2 separate regions of the Salmo salar genome follow, and region 1 is linked to region 2. A link is a contact called in public Hi-C data. All regions are on one chromosome and are shown on one strand. Each heading gives the region's core, a stretch centred on a gene start, on an enhancer-like site or on the middle of the called end of the contact. The rest is flanking DNA. Distances are from core to core; before and after follow the strand shown. Region 1 holds the start of oser1 (oxidative stress responsive serine-rich 1). Region 2 holds the start of sdc4 (syndecan 4).

Region 1 (4,298 bases), core at 1,798-4,297, 130 kb after region 2:
TCCTTCTATAGCCTCTTTATCGAAAATACAGGATCTCTGCTGAAACGTGACATTTTCTAAGGCTCCCATAGGCTCTCAGAAGGCGCCAGAACGTGGAATGATAACTCTTCAGTCCCTGGGCGAAAAACAGTAGGGGTTTTGGAAAGTGGTCGTTCTGAGAACAATGACACTGGCGCACACGTGCATGTGACGACTCCATTTTACTTCTTTCAGTGTTTGAACGGATACAACATCGCCCGGTTGGAATATTATCGCTATTTTACGAGAAAAATCGCATAAAAATGTATTTTAAACAGCGTTTGACATTCTTCGGTAATGGAATATTTTGAATTTTTTTGTCACGATACGCGCCGGCGCGTCACCCTTCGGATAGTGTCTTGAACGCAAGAACAAAACGCAGCTATTTGGATATAACTATGGATTATTTGGAACCAGAACAACATTGGGTGTTGAAGTAGAAGTCCTGGGAGTGCATTCTGACGAAGAACAGCAAAGGTAATCCAATTTTTCTTATAGTAAATCTGAGTTTGGTGAGTGCCAAACTTGGTCGGTGTCTAAATAGCTAGCCATGATGGCCGAGCTATCTACTCAGAATATTGCAAAATGTGCTTTCACCGAAAAGCTATTTTAAAATCGGACACCGCGATTGCATAAAGGAGTTCTGTATCTATAATTCTTAAAATAATTGTTATGTTTTTTGTGAATGTTTACCGTGAGTAATTTAGTAAATTCACCGGAAGTTTTCGGTGGGTATGCTATTTCTGAACAAAACATGCTAATGTTAAAAGCTGGGTTTTGATATAAATATGAACTTGATTGAACAAAACATGCATGTATTGTATAACATAATGTCCTAGGAGTGTCATCTGATGAAGATCATCAAAGGTTAGTGCTGCATTTAGCTGTGGGTTTGGTTTTTGTGACATTATATGCTAGCTTGAAAAATGGGTGTGTGATTATTTCTGGCTGGGTACTCTCCTGACATAATCTAATGTTTTGCTTTCGCTGTAAAGCCTTTTTGAAATCAGACAATGTGGTTAGATAAAGGAGAGTCTTGTCTTTAAAATGGTGTAAAATAGTCATATGTTTCAAAAATTGAAGTTTTGGGATTTTTGAGGTATTTGTAATTCACGCCACGCTCTACCATTGGATATTGGTGAGGCGTTCCGCTAGCGGAACATCTAGATGTAAGAGGTTTTAAGGGAAAAAATAAAAAGTTCATAAGATGGTTTGTAAATGTAATTACTCAAAATGTTCTTAGGAACTTCATAAATATCTTATCTGGCATTGACATTAGTGACGTGCTTGAAACCAATAAATAAGCCTGCGTGACAGGATTTGGTAATTTCGTTATTTTTCACACATTATAGCCATCGGACTAGCTATATCAAAACCAAAAATAAATAACCAAGGAAAGCGCAATAAAAACTTCAGCAAACAGGAGCTTGAAGTGATGGTGGAAGAAATAGCAGCCAGGAAAAGATTCCCGTTGGAGAGACTTGGTAACTGCGGGCTCACTGCATAGACCGTCGAGGGTATAGCAAGGGACAGTGACGCAGTAAAAATGTAGTGGTGCTGAGAGACCATTCATGTGGACCAGCTGGAGGAGAAGGTGTCGTCCATGATAGGAGAGACGGTGGTAGTGGGCCTGCGCGACCGGTAAATTAGGTACCTACGTTAACTAGCTAACGCGTAACGACTTTATAGCCAACATAGCTAGCGACGTTAACTTTAGCTAAGTTCTAAGTGCAAATTGTCGAGATAGCGCTACCTATTTAACACTTCTAGAATATTGTAATATATTGTTAATTACTAACTAGGTAGATAATGCGCGTTTAAGTAGTTTTATTGCTGTACTGAAATATCCGGTAGCCAACTGTGTGTGGCGCAAGAAAACGTTCATGGTTACAAAAGTATCCACTCGTATCAAGACAAGGGTTTAGCTGTCCTAAAGTGAAGTACATTTCCAAGAAGAAATCCTAAAACATTATTTTAAAGAAACCCATTTCTTAATCCCCCCCCCCCCCCCTCCGTTTCTTCCTAAGAAAAAAAAGTAATAACATTTCCAATAACTTTGTTGAGGAATAGCAACTTTGCTTAAATTTCTTTAAATATATAGTTAAGGGGAAAATGGCAGTTAATAAATTAATTTAACAAGAATTTGTGGATTATGTAAATCCGTTACCGTAATCTGATACCAGGTGTAAATACACTTCACTCACTGTAGCCTAGTTCAATAACAATATATTTTTTCAACCTCAAAGGTGTCATATCATAGCGGACACCCCATTCTTTCTGTAGACATCTTTTAATCTTAATTCGGTGCAGATATTTAAGAGTTTTTGGGAAACGTCGCATTAAAAAAAACGAAGGAAGATTTTAGCATAAAGATTCTGTTAGCTAGCCACCAAACTTTGCATCCACAGTTCTTCCAGTAAATTAGTTTCTTACATGTTGTAAATTGTTCAACGTACTGCTAGTGCATAGAGTTGTACGGTTTTTTAAGCTTTGAAATCAATGGTATTTGTTTTGTACATTTTAAAGTGAAATCATGGAATTGCTCCTCGCTAGCCTACGCTGTGGATGAAGTTGAGCATCAGTTCCATAATAATCAATGTGGATACTAGCTAGCCAGGCAATATCGAAGTTTGACATCGTGTGAGAATTGGGGTACTCACAACTCAGGATCTCCTGTCCACAGTCCAGATTGAGGATGGCCTGGACATGCAGGGTTTATCAGGCGCTGCGACAAACGGGCCTCAAATGCAGCAAGCTATTAAGCAACAGTGAGGTGGCTAGCTAAAGTAGCTAACTCGGTTAGCAATGTCTCATCGATTTTCTTCGCGACAGACGCGAGCTATTGCATTTTTCGATTAGGTTTAGCTTTCCACAAGCATCACACTACAATCAATTCAGTTTCATTCTAATCTATTATTATTTTCAAAAGCAGTATTTACTTGGCTAGTTCCAGACTTTTCTTTCTCCAACATCTTGTTTACACACGAACCACTTCGCAGTGACTCTGCAACAACACACTCTGCCCTGACGTAGAACACAGACGCTTCTTCTTCGGTGGGGTTTATCGGCGGTTGGCATCCAACGTTATGTTGCATTACCGCCACCTACTGTACTGGAGTGTGGGCCAGAGATAGGGTACTAAATCCTACCTGCCAGCCCTATTGCTCTTAAAAAGTATAACATATTTGAGACTATATCTAATGACGTTCTACTCAATATACTCTTTAAACTAATTTCCTGTATCCCCTTCTCCCTCAAACTAGATCTCATCCTCTCTCTTTCCCTCCAATAATGTCCACACTGTATCAATACATGCTCCACGGTCTCTGTTTCTTGGCAATACTCACATTTTCCTGTTGGATGCTTTCCTATCACATGTAAGGTGTTATTCAACTGGCTGTGTCCCACCCTTAATCTTGGAAATACAGCCTCCTCCCTTCTGTCCTTTCCTGTCATTCTCCCCTCCCCACCTTTCCTCTGTACTTGAAATAAATGCCTGCCCTTAGTATCTCTATTCAACTGCTCCTGCCATTTCTCCACCATCACTGTCCATATCATACTTTTTGCCTCTACCTTGCTCATTGATACTACCACATCAACATCCCCACTACTTAGTACTTGTTTAGCCAGTACATCAACTGCCTCGTTCCCCTCCACTCCCACATGAGCTCAGATCCATGTAGATATTATCTGTATACCCATTTGTTTACTCCTGCCTTAAGAAGTTTTAAACAAATCAGATTGATCAACACCCTCCCTATCTTTCTGTAGTCTCTCCAATACTTCTAGATCTACTACTGGAGGTGGGAGTAGCCATGATGGATTCACAGGGATAGCTACCGTTGGACTAAACTCCCTTCCATACAGTTCCATCTCCTTCGCCTGGGTATTACCCACCCACCCAAAAATCGTGTTCTGTCTTCACTCATGTTCCCAGCATGCCTGTAAAATCCCTTTCGCAGGATGAGATACCCCATGTCCCTGAAGGCTGACCCAATAATTCATTGCCAGCTGCTGTCTCCTAATCTGCAATGGCATTTCCACCATCTCCACCTGTAATGCAGCCATTGGGGACATCCGAAACGCCCCACTACATATTCTGAGTCTTGTCCCTGTATGACATATAGCCTTCCCAATGATGTACGGGCTGCCGAACCATACACTATACTTCCATAGTCTATTACAGATCGGATCAATGCAACATATATGGTCTTCAATGAGGCACACCCAGTCCTTCCCTGTCAGACAGCGCATCACATTTAGTAACTTCATTCACGTTC
Region 2 (4,218 bases), core at 1,302-3,801:
ATTATGGCCAAACAGTTATATTGTTGTTTCATCAGACCAGAGGACATTTCTCCAAAAAGCACAATCTTTGTCCCCATATGCAGTTGCAAACCGTAGTCTGGCTTTTTTATGGTGGGTTTGGAGCAGTGGCTTCTTCCTTGCTGAGCGGCCTTTCAGGTTATGTCGAAATAGGACTCGTTTTACTGTGGGTATAGATACTTTTGTACCTGTTTCCTCCAGCATCTTCACAAGGTCCTTTGCTGTTGTTCTGGGATTGATTTGTGCTTTTCGCACCAAAGTACATTCATCTCTAGGAGACAGAACGCGTCTCTTTCCTGAGCGGTATGACGGCTGCGTGGTCCCTTGGTGTTTATACTTGGGTACTATTGTTTGTACAGATGGACGTGGTATGTGAAAAACTAGTTTTAATGACTCCAACTTAAGTGTATGTAAACTTCCGACTTCAACTGTACATGATGAGTCGTAAAAGTTAGCGCAAAAAGACCCAATGCAAATAGTTAAGGTAGCTATTTGGTTAAAGCTACAATATGTAACTTTTTGGGCGACCTGACCAAATGCACATAGAAATGTGAGTTCTAGATCTGTCATTCACATTGAAAGCAAATCTAAGAAGTAGTAGATCTGTTCTATGTGTGCTATATCTATGCTTCCCATTTTGAAGGTTTGTTTTTGCATTTTTTACTTTCGGTTTTGTACACCAATTTCAAACAGCTGAAAATACAATATTATATTTCACAGTGATTCTCTACACTATACATTGCTTGTTTTGTCACATAAACTGTAATTAGCCAAACTATTAGAATTTTTGCAACCAGGAAATGACAGAGAGATTTCTGCATATTGCTCCTTTCACTATTTAGCAGTCTTATGGCTTGGGGGTAGAAGCTGTTCAGGGTTCTGTTGGTTTCAGACTTGGTGCATCGGCACCACTTGCCGTGCGGTAGCAGAGAGAACAGTCTATGACTTGGGTGGCTGGAATCTTTAACAATTTTTAGGGCTTTCCTCTGATATCACCTGGTATAGAGGTCCTGGATGGCATGGAGCTCGGACCTATAGTGATGTTCTGGGCCCCATTTCATAAAAGCATCTTAAAGCTAAGTTCATCATTAAGACTTTGGAAGTGGCATCGTTAAATCTCTGAGCGGTTTCCCAAAACCATCGTTACTAAAGTTGTTCTTAAAAACACTTGTTATTTAACGACTGCTTCAGACCACTCGGAGAACAGTTAAGTGCAACGTTAGATGCTTTTTTGCCCATCCGCCTCCCTTTATACAAAGAAGATCTCCGAAAAACATAAAATCCAGATGTTTATCTGTCTTTCTATGACCTCCAATAACTTCACAACGAATGTGTTTCAACAAATACAAAGTTGCCAATTTCTTTGCAATTGTTACTAACAAGCAAAGGATAAACATATGCTGAAATGAAAACTGAGATAACTGTATTAGAAATATGAATACAGTATAGGCTACAATTATATTAAAATATATTTCATGTTATGCTGAACAAATATATAAACGCAACAGATAAAGTATTGGTCCCATGTTCCATGAGCTAAGATCCCAGTAAAAGCTTATATCTCTCAAATTTTGTGAGCAAATTTGTTACATCCCTGTTAGTAAGCATTTCTCATTTGCCAAGACAATTTTTTTTTAACGAATTTTAATTTAAAAATATATATACTTTTTTAGAAGGCCCTCAGGGTTCCCCACTGGATGGCAGTCACAGACTTAATGCAACTCATAAATGTAATTCAAGTGACAAATATGTAAAATGCTGGTTACAATTGTAATCTGTGGAGTCACAAATGTTGTCACATTCACAAAAACATATTTGACCACATTTGGTTGCATTGTATATTTGCACAACAACACATATTTTGTTTGTGACTAGCTACTTATATATTTTAAACATGTTGATGGAAATCTGACCCCATACTGTTACCACTGGATAGGTCAACAATCCTGCAAAGTTTCATCAAACTCCTACAATAACAATTGAGTCGATATGATAACTTAAGAACTGTTGTGGTGGACATGAAATGTTAATAGGTCTACGGGTTTCCGTTTCTACACAAACATTTATGACGCGCGAGGGGAGGGTTTACCGGAAGATTACGTAAGTAAAAAAAATCCTTGAACGGACTTTCCATGAGGAGTGGCACATATATTACAGTAAATCAAAGATACTGGCTTCGTCTCTTCCTCTCTAAATAAATGTAATTTGTGTTTTCTTTATGTCATCATGGAGATAAACAAGTGAGGGGACGATAGGTAAAACAATGCATGACAATTTCAATTGAGTATCGAGTCTAAAGTGCCACAAATTAATAATGATAATATTATAGCAATTCTCGCTATGAGCCACATTACAATTCCCACCAAGAACACGAATGATATTGTAGCTACAATATTCTACATTCAAGAAGTTTGCTAATCGACTACTTAATAAGTAAAGATGTTCTAATAAATAACGTGTTGCGTCTAGGGAGGGGTTCTGAGCACGAGTTTACGGTAAATTATGACGAAGGGAGAGTAGGACCTTTGCGTAGCTCTTATTGGTTGCTGTTACAGGGGGTGGAGTGTAAAGTGCGATACAAAATATATCAATCTGAAGTAGCTTGTAAATTGAATCAGTGACTGAATTGGAAGATACAAGTTGTTCAATAGCAAGGCGATAAAGTTGGCAACGTGAACTTTCGATTGTTTATAGGACTTTTAAAAAAAAACATTATTTCATTCCACGCTTTTCCCAAGTTTACAACACTTTTTGTTGAAGAAACGGCCAAGAGAAACATGCACAAAGTGTTCCTCGTGTTGTTTTTATTTGCCTCCGTCTACTCTGAGTCGGTAAGTAATGTTCGCTAGCTAACAGAACACCGGGTAACGTTAACTCAGCTACCGATAGCTATAGCTAGTTTAACGTTACTCACTTTTACATTATTTTGTGTTCGTTTCAGTTTACTTAGGCGAACTAACTTTACCACATTTGTTTTAGTGTAGCTAACCTTACTACTTCATCTGGCTAAAGCCAAGACAATGCTAACGTTAGCGACTGTAGCTGTTATTGCTGCTAATCGGCTAGTTAGCTATCTACTTAATTTGCTAAGTTAACGTTAGCCATCAACACAATCTTTTTCATGGTTATTTTAGTGTTTTCGACCAGGTTAATGTAATGGTAATTAAGGTAACTACTGTTTTAGTTAGCTGTTAAACTTTGTTTACACCATTTACAGATTGTTTACCAAAACACAGCAGTCTAACTTTAACTAGCTAATTGTGCTTAGTCAGCTAGCTGGATAACTAGCTACAGTACAGCTACCTAGCAGAGTCAGCTAAATGGCCAAAATAATCTAAAGTGTAAGGCATATGGTTTGTGGCCCCTGGCCTCTCCATCATAAGAGAAAGCAGTGGTGTTTCAATTGTGGTAGATCTAGCTAGCCAGACAAACGTAGCTAAATTCATTTGTCTGGTGTGTGAGTGAGGTGGAATGATAATCATGCAAGTGACTATCCATCACATGTAGCTCAGAAAGAGGGTAAGCTAGGTTTAAGCAATAAGGCCCGGGGGGGTGTGGTATATAGCCAATATACCTTGGCTAATGGCTGTTCTTCTGCGCAACGTGGAGTGCCTGGATACAGCCCTTAGCCGTGGTATATTGGCCATATACCACAACCCCCCGAGGTGCCTTATTGCTGTTATAAACTGGTTACCAACGTAATTAGCGCAGTAAAAATAAATTGTCATACACGTGGTATACGGTCTGATATACCACGCTCTCAGCCAATCAGCATTCACCCATATTTAGCTGGGCTCTTGTAATTTGAACATTACTGTTGACCTATTTCCATTTCACTATATTAAATTACAGCACTGACTAAATGTTTAATTGCTGACCAGTTGCCAAATAAAAACTGCAATAATTTATCAAATTAAACACTTCATGTAACGTGGCTCAACACTATCATTGTTAAGTCCTCTGGATAAGAGCGTCTGCTAAATGACAAATGTAATTGTTTAGACTCAATTCAGTATGCCTGATGCAGTGTGGTTTTCATTTTTGGACAGTTGGTTTGATAGCTTTTGGAAGTGGATTATTATTTGTTTCAACCTTTATTTTAACTAGGCAAGTCAGTTAAGAACAAAGTCTTATTTACAATGACTGCCTACCCCGGGCAAACCCTAACCCGGAGACGCTGGGCCAATAATGCGCTGCCCT

The links. A called contact is a pair of places that touch in the nucleus more often than the background predicts.
Region 1: a Hi-C map of gill shows a contact between it and region 2, with 1.8 times the contacts expected there. The contact joins the promoter of oser1 here to the promoter of sdc4 in region 2. A contact is called at or near these places in 2 of 3 Hi-C or Micro-C datasets (blood and gill).

The regions. Positions count from the first base shown.
Region 1 is chrssa22:3,793,214-3,797,511 of Ssal_v3.1, forward strand. oser1 (oxidative stress responsive serine-rich 1) reads right to left here and starts at 3,048. Exons shown (of 4, transcript XM_045705280.1): 1 at 2,958-3,048. The coding sequence starts at 2,990.
Region 2 is chrssa22:3,660,173-3,664,390 of Ssal_v3.1, forward strand. It overlaps sdc4 (syndecan 4), which reads left to right and starts at 2,552. Exons shown (of 5, transcript XM_014165901.2): 1 at 2,552-2,849. The coding sequence starts at 2,796.